3 separate regions of the Rattus norvegicus genome follow, and regions 2 and 3 are each linked to region 1. Evidence: chromatin contacts called from public Hi-C data. All regions are on one chromosome and are shown on one strand. The core of a region is the stretch at or near the end of the contact, and the rest is flanking DNA. Distances in the headings are between cores, read along the strand shown.

What was found. Hi-C and Micro-C count contacts between places; a contact is called where the count stands out from the background.
Region 2: a Hi-C map of liver shows a contact between it and region 1, with 7 times the contacts expected there. The contact joins two enhancer-like sites. A contact is called at or near these places in 2 of 12 Hi-C or Micro-C datasets (kidney and liver).
Region 3: a Hi-C map of liver shows a contact between it and region 1, with 4 times the contacts expected there. The contact joins two enhancer-like sites. A contact is called at or near these places in 2 of 12 Hi-C or Micro-C datasets (kidney and liver).

The regions. Positions count from the first base shown.
Region 1 is chr15:58,549,430-58,552,134 of GRCr8, reverse strand. It overlaps LOC102546462 (a long non-coding RNA gene), which reads right to left. Exons shown (of 7, transcript XR_010058214.1): 2 at 261-620. Among named protein-coding and RNA genes, the nearest start is that of Serp2, 240 kb to the right of the region's middle. Within about 2 kb of position 1,329, at least 12 of the 93 cell types and tissues checked have an H3K27ac peak or open chromatin away from gene starts, as enhancers often do. A contact at or near this core is called in liver, where this site is marked.
Region 2 is chr15:58,322,323-58,325,027 of GRCr8, reverse strand. No RefSeq gene overlaps it. Among named protein-coding and RNA genes, the nearest start is that of Serp2, 10 kb to the right of the region's middle. Within about 2 kb of position 1,382, at least 2 of the 93 cell types and tissues checked have an H3K27ac peak or open chromatin away from gene starts, as enhancers often do. A contact at or near this core is called in liver, where this site is marked.
Region 3 is chr15:58,367,417-58,370,121 of GRCr8, reverse strand. No RefSeq gene overlaps it. Among named protein-coding and RNA genes, the nearest start is that of Serp2, 56 kb to the right of the region's middle. Within about 2 kb of position 1,336, at least 3 of the 93 cell types and tissues checked have an H3K27ac peak or open chromatin away from gene starts, as enhancers often do. A contact at or near this core is called in liver, where this site is marked.

The DNA.
Region 1 (2,705 bases), core at 80-2,579:
ATGGTAATCTGGGAGACTAAATTGAAAAATGAGCACCTTGTAAAAAAAAGTATTCCCTAAATAATGACTTCAAAAGAGATCTGTAGACTTCCAGTAGACCCAGGAAAATACAGGTGACTACCTGCCCACCCAAAGTAGACATCCTTTGTCACAAGGGCATTAGCTGTGTCAGAGGAAGGTGACACTGTCACATATATATATATATATATTTGTTTCAAGCATTCCTCATACTTGTCCTACCTGTTATATGGTTGCCTTACCTTATAAAATGTTGTTGGTGGGTTTTTTTCCCTCTCCATCTCTTTCTCAGTTTATTTCAAAGAGACAAGTGTGGTAGGTAGCTGCTGGCTGGCAGGGTTGCACGTGAGCAGAGACAAGTGGAAAGCCAATTCATTCTCTCTCTCTCTCTCTCTCTCTCTCTCTCTCTCTCTCTCGATGCTGGTGGCTGGTGTGGTTTGCATCCTTCTGGATGCTTCAAAGGGTCATGCTTTGCTTCAGGATAAGCAACTACAAGCCCCAAAGGGAAGATGCCAGAAGCCAGCAGTCCTCCTCCAGGTGCAGCTAAAACTGTTCTGTGGGCTCCTGGCTTAAGGGTATTCTCGGGCCCCATCCAGATGTTCCTAAGGAATAAAAAGGAGAAGCATTTGCAAAGACAGCTTGTCAGATATCAGCAAATCTCCAATGAATGCGCCTATGAAACCTATTTCCAACAACCGACCCCAGAGAGGGGGGAAATGTCATATTGTCTCTCTCACAGACCCATCTGCTCTGAGAGTGGTGCAGAGGGACTTGGTCTTGAACTCATCGTATCCAACGTGCATCGTGTTCAGCAGTAAGCTCTTCCCATTTAGTTATGTGTTGCATGCAGTGACAATAGGGACCCCTAAGGCCCCTGTGGCTAACAACTTCTAGGGCGGTACCCTACCCCTAGTGTTGGGCTTCTTAATGTTATGGCTTCTGGGAATCCATTTCCACTCTAAGAGGCTACTCTTGTACACTTACAGGTCAGGCTGTTGCAGATTTTCCCAGTCACCTTGGGAAATCACTGTGCCTTGTCCAACCAACCCGTAAAGCTCCTGACACTTGGCCTTTGGACCCTCTGTGAGCTAATTTCCCAGGCTTGTTCTTCAGACTCATTCACGTGTCTCTCTTATGTGCTTCCAAATCCACAAAACACTCAAAGGTTAGCATTAGGCTGCCTAGATAAGAAAGTTTGCAAATGGGCAGAACAATAGCACAAAGTCCTGAACCACCCTCCCATACACTAACAGCAGGGTCATCCCGATAACCTCAGCCAGGCTCTCTGACAGCCAACTGTCATCACTCCAAGTATCGGGCCTACAGACAGCTACAGCTAAGAAAATACCAGGGTCCAACGTGAGCGAGGTTTAACGCAGTATGGGAAGACTTCATCTGTTACTCTCTGTTTAATCAGTGTTGGGGACAGCAGGAGGCACTGCCTTAAAGTGACACTCCACAAACCTCAGTCATTTTCTCAGGGCTATTCCACTTCCAGGTCCTACAGCTCTCCCAGGGATCCTCCCTGTGATTCCCGGCCCCTGATGAGCTTGGTGGGGCTGGCTCCTGCTGCTCAGGCCAAAGGAGGATTGAGGCTCTGCTCTCACCTGCTGCTTGGGCCTTATCCCTGCGCTGGAGAGGCTCTAGGTTAGCACATTGGCTACAGGGGCAGCTGGTCTCTGGACAGGCTCTGGCTTAGCAAACCAACTCCACGCCCAAGCATAACCTCTTTCAGGAGAGAAAAGGACTTCGCTTAGGAGGTAATTGTTCACCCTCCAGTACAGACTCAGTCTTCTGCGCTGTTACTGTTTTATTGTGTGAGCCTTCTGTAAACTCTGGCTTTAAAGCCTCCCAAGTCGCTCCTTAGCAGGGGATTTACCTTTATGTCATCTTTTTAAAATGTGGGTTCAACGCAGATCTTGTCAATTTGCTTTGGAGATAGACCTCTGCTGCTTCACCTTTCTCTCATCTCCTCTAGACTGCTCTCCCATTCCACGGACACACTTTACATGCTAGTCTGTGTCACATACACCTCCAAAGACTTTTAACCTTTGTTAAGATCCTGCCCCAACAAGGAGTTCAGCAAAGCCATTAAAGCACCGTGCCAGTCCCAAGATCCCTGCTGTATCCAGTTCTCATTAAGTCTCTGGTGAACACAGTCATGTCCAGCCCAGTGAACTGGGCATCACATGTGGCCTTTGCCATCCTAGTTCCTCAGTAAAGCCTGTGCTTCCTCCGTAGTCCTCCGGCCCCTAATATCCACCAACCCTTCACTGATAAAGGGCGAATACCGCCAACGGCTCCTATGAGCTGTCTGTCAGGAACCAGTTCCCTGTGATACCTCGCGGTTTGTGAGTCTGTGTCTCAAGGATGGACGTGTGGTTATACTGCTCGGTTTCTCTGCTTCTGGAGCCCTCAGACAGATCCCACACAGCCCTGCATCCCACAGCCTCAGAAGCCATCAGAGGATCTTCCATCGCCTGTCTGAAACCTTTCCCCGGCTCCAGCACTCTGGTACTGAATATGATCTGACACCACAGTCTCTTACACCAGACCGTCGTCAGGGCATCCGCCGTCTGGTTGTGGAGCACGGATTTTTTCCCCCTTATCAGAGGTCATACCTGAGTGTCTTGTGTCACATCATTTCTACTGTTTCTGCTCCTTAACTCCTCCTGTGAGTTCCAGGC
Region 2 (2,705 bases), core at 133-2,632, 230 kb after region 1:
AACATGGAGCCAAGTCATTGGCCATGGATTTAAACAATTCCACCCTTAACAAGGGGCAACTGTGTGCCTGAACGCCAAAGTCTTTGAAATGTCCAGAATCCTGGGCCTTGCAGGAGCCATGACCAGAGAAAGAGAAAAAAAAAATCATAAAAGCATCAACCAACTGATACGTCACCTCACACAGGATCCCAAGTGTGGCAAAGAGATAAAATGCAAAGGGAGCCCCAGAGGTCAGAAGAACCGGGGAAAGCAGGGTTGAAATGGTTCCTGGAGAGCCACGCTTACATAGAATGTGTGAACTTGTGTTACGTTAATCCAGCATTGCTGACACTGCCCATAACACTTCTTTGAAAAGTTTATTTTTCTTTCCAAAGGATAAAAAAAAACTTACTAGTATCTGTCATATTTCCTTCCTTATATATTTTGTTCCTTTAGCTGCCAAATTCTCTTTGTGACTTTTACAAGATTATAATTAGCTGTGCTACGTACGTGAAATTTAACTATGTGCCCTATACACTGTCAAAACAGGAGCTCAGCAGAAAATGAGCACCCCTCTCCAAACACACACTCTCAAATTCATTGAGCCTGGTTTTCACATCTGAAAACCGTCCCTCTTCCTTAGGCACCGTCCATGATGTGTTTTTCTACCTTCTGGTGGTTTTTTTGCACCCTCCTAATATTGGGAGGGTTGGACTGGACACCCTCCAAGGTCCTTTTCAAGCCTAAGTTCTGTGAGAGATATGGGATCATAAGATATATGGGGAATTCTGACAAAGAGCAAGGGGCCAGGCGAACTGAACCCTTACCCAATGCTGGCACTGGTGCACGTGAACTGCCGCCCCTTCCCTGTGATGTCACAGGTACTGAGGGACATGGATGGTGTGAGGAATGGAGGGAAAACAGCCTATTGGAAGTTTCATTTTTTATTCAAAACAAAACTAAACAAAAACCACTGTGGAATTACAGCTTCAAGATGTTCCTGCCACCTTCCTTCCCTCCCCACTTCTGACCTGGTCCCTAAGGTCCTCCCGTCTAGAAACTGTAGAGATCACCATCTGCCCGCCGGTGTGCTGATCTCCCAGTGGTGGTATGGTAATCCCTGCAATAATGCTTTGAAGAATGCACAATAGGACGGACACTCTGCCGTCAGAATTCACACTGCTCCCAGAGGCCAGACCCAAGGTGCGGGCTGAAGCTCAGGTCACCCTCCGCTGGTATTTTGTCACACTTGGACAAAGGACTCCAGAGTCAAAGGGCAGCTAAAGCCACGTGCCCAATATGAGGCTGAGAGGAATTCTTGGGAATCATTATTGCTGAGCATTGCCAACTGGCTTGAATCGCTTCTCTTCTCCCCCACAGACTGGCTCTTTCCTGACCTCTGCTCCATGATGAAATGGTATAGTACTCACATCTGTTGAGGGAGAACCACCAGTGCCCTCTCTCTGTCTCTGTCTGTCTGTCTGTTTGTCTGTCTGTCTGTCTGTCTGTCTCTGTGTCTCTCTGTCTCTCTCTTAAGCTAGTTTATTTTTCACTTTGGGGTTTGTTTTTTGTTTGGTTTGGTTTGGTTTTCAGAAACTGGGTCTTATGTAGCCAAGGCTAACCTTGATCGTGCAATTCCCCTACCTCTGCCTCCTGAGTGCTGGGATCACAGGTGAGCCACTGAGCTGACAACATGGAGGCCCTAATACTTCTTTCTACCATTAATGGACTGGAGCTTCTTCCCAGGCTTCCTTTCTTTACTCTCTACCTAATTCCTGTCCTTGCCTGAGGCTTCCTTGCAATATTTAGCAACGGTCAGGCCGCTCTTGCCTCAGAGGCACCCACCTGGAGAAGCCAGTGGCCTAGAGCTGTCACATGGTTTGGAAGCCACCTTTATCTCAGTGAAAAAAAACTTCTCTGCTCACCTGAGGTTTGTACAGATAGGTTCTAAACCTCTTCTATTGTTGCCGATGTGGTCTTCATAAAATCTTATGAAAGCATGTTAGCTACGATAGACTTTAGGTAACTGTTAGACCGGGATTTAGCATCCAGGCATTTGGAAAGCAGCAACATTCCTGAGGACCTGGCAGCTTCATCAGCGACTCGTGATGAAGTTGTTGAAAGGAACTTGAAACTTGATTGACAGAAATTAGAATAATAACTGTAAGGAATGTGTTAATTGGGTCCATAAAGCCTGAATGTTAATGTGTTTTTAAAATAGCATTTTTCCCCATTTTGTGAAGAATAAATACACAAGCCAGTCGAGAACGGCCTACATCTGAGCTCCATGCCTGATGTCTGAACCTGTGTTGTGTTTCTAGCACAAGTTAACGCTGAATGAATGAAGTACAAACCATACAGGCCACTGAATAAACAGTCCGTGTAATTAATTCATGACCCAAATCTTTTAAATAGTGTCACCACACTAGTCTCTGAGGCACCTCGATGAACAGCTATGGCTGTACTTAGCAGTCTGTTGCTTGTGTATCTGCTTTCTCTTATGCCTTCATGTGATTTACAAACTGTGCAAGGCAGACCTTTGCTTAAGGGTGTGTATGTCAAAGGTAATTGTCATTAGGGTATGTATGTCAACTAATGTGACCTTGGTCTCATATATACACACTCAAGCTAACTGGTACACTTTATAATGAGGAAAAATGATCACACTTAACCAAGGCTGCTTATCCAATTCCATCTAAATGTGGAAAAAGCAGTCTCAACTCATA
Region 3 (2,705 bases), core at 87-2,586, 180 kb after region 1:
CCCCTTTTAGGCACACCCCATATCCCTGACCAGTGTAATTTTAGTACCTAGTGATGTGCTAAAACATGTATCTATTTTTCATTTTTTTTCAGACAATTACATCACAGTTTAATCATCAGAATCAAGGCAATCACTTTCAAAACTCTCCTTGTGGGAGATTAATCACTTCCTCCGGTGCAGCCACCACCCATGTAATTTAGGGATTCCTCTTTGGGGCTTTGTCCACAGTGTGCTTCCCATGTGCAGCTGAGCATAGTAGCCTCTAGCAACCCTGTCCTTTGAGGTTAGGGAGTCACTCAGAACCATGACAGGTGACTACACCTGAGTATTTGGGAATTCCACAGTGTCCACCTCCAGAGTTGTCCCTGGCTACGTGAGCTCCTCCTCCCACAAGGCTGCTCGAAACCTAACCTAGCCCGGTGGTGGCAAATATTTGCTATGTACAGTGTCTTTTCAGGCCATTTGGATCTTTGCCTGATGAGTAACACAGATATTGATCCATCCAGTTACCAAATATTTATCAGAGAACTTTCCGCATACCCGACAACACACTGCAAGCGAAGCTATAAGACCAAACCAAACAGATTTTTATCCACACAGGGCCCAGGTTCTATTAGAGGCAAATTATCAGCAAATAGACAATAAACGATAGTGCGATGGATGTCACCACACAGACACACCCAGAGTTACCAGAGGAAAGGATACCTGAAGGGCAAAGAAACCCTTAGGAGCTCTGTTTGGAAGAAGAGGCGTTTACTGAATGAAACTTGTTAGGAGTTGAGGGTATGAACTCCTAAGACATACACAGAATTTTGAGGTTGTGGGACTCATCTGTATAAAGCGAGAGCTGGTAGAATAACAGAGACAAGAGGGGTCAGGGTGCAGCCCAAGGGCATGAGAACAGTGGTTATTCATTGGAGAAAGGATAAGGCTGTGGTAAAACAAACAAACAAACAAACAAACAAAAGCCAGGGCCATGGGATGAGGTTTAAAGCTAACGGGATGGTTCTGTTGTTCGAGCTCGGCACTTCAGAGTAACGTTCTGCTGCTCCCTACTTCACAAAACAGAAACTGAGACCAGGGAGGCTTAGAGACCTGTGCAAGTTCACACAGTAGTGAGGGATACAGTTGGGATGCAGACTGCCGACTCCTAAGCTTAGGGTTGCCTCCTCAAAGAATTCCAGCAGAAGAAACGAGCAGATTAACACCCCTTGAAGGGCAGTTTTGAAGTCTAAGTTAATGTAGAGCATTCAGCAAAGGCGCAGTCCAAGCACTGCCAATAATGATAAGCCGGTCAGTGACAGAAACATCTGTTATCCTGCACAGCGTTCACCTCCCACGGCTCCACAGAAATGCACAGGCTGAGGATTGTTGCAAATCTGCCTGTCTGCCTGTGCAAAGAGTATAATGCTGTAGATCGGGAATCCTAAAAGCAACCATGTCCTTTTACCGAAACAGAAAGCAGCCTAAATGTCACGTGCTGGGGCAATGGCTTGGTAGTTGTTTTATGGTAAGTCAATGGAAATTTATGAAGTCCTTTAATGTGGGCTCTGTAAGGATTGTACAACACTAGGTAAGGCATGCCTAAGAAGTAAACTGAAGAAGAAACAGAAGGTAAGGCATCCTTGGCCTTCGTGAGCAACGCAGCCTGACAATCCTGCAGATCTCAACTTTGTAGAAACGTCCTCCCTGTGGCGTGCAGTCTTCCCTCTTACCACGCAGTGACTGGAAGGGTTAAGCTTACGCTGCAAGACTCTGAGTGACTCTATGAACTTGGGACTTGCTTATTAATCAATGCAACTAAATCCTGCCAATACAGTCTAGATTTCATCACATCAGTAGGGCATGGGCCTAAGGTTACCTAAATATGAAAAGCTGGTATCATCCTTTCCCTTCCCTGGAGTCCTGTTGGAAAGCCCAAAGCTGGGCTGGCCCCAGCAATGGTGACTTAGATTGTGCGTGGCCTGTATGAGTCTCTTCTTTGGCAGACTAGTTTTGAAATCTGAGGATGTCAAAATAAAACCCCTAAAATTTTAATTAAACAACAACAAAAAAAACAAACAAAAAATACACTATCATTTTGGAAACTTAAAGTGAACAACTGAAATAGAGATTATTAAATTCAAGAGTGTACATAGCCTGTTACCACTCACAAGCGTGTGTGTGTGTGTGTGTGTGTGTGTGTGTGTGTGTGTGTGTGTTATGGTTACAATGACTTGAAAGCATAGAAGTTGCTTTTAAAAAAAAACAAGAAATGAGGACAATTCTATTTGGGTGAAAGTTTTTAGCAACATTTTCCTTTCAAAGCGTTGCAAGCGTTATATTTTTGCTTCTCAACAAGCAACATTCCACAAGTGATTTATTATTCCACTGCTACATGGACTCATTTGACTCAACATGAAATAGTTTTTACTACCTTTTCAATGATTTCCGGCTGCAATAAATAGGTAAGAGCTGGAGGGGAGAAGTAAGCAGGAAATAGATCGAAAACTAAGAGAGAACACTGCTCCAGCATTTGACCAAAGGTTCCAAGGAACCACGTCATGTCACGTTACTCACTGTCTGTCTCTCTGTCTCTGCCTCTGTCTCTGTCTCTCTCTTACACACACACACACACACACACGATACCATATCAGGGTTCAGACTGCCAAGTAGGGTTGGTACTCATCCACTCAACTAAAGAAATGCATCCATAGTTCCCTTGA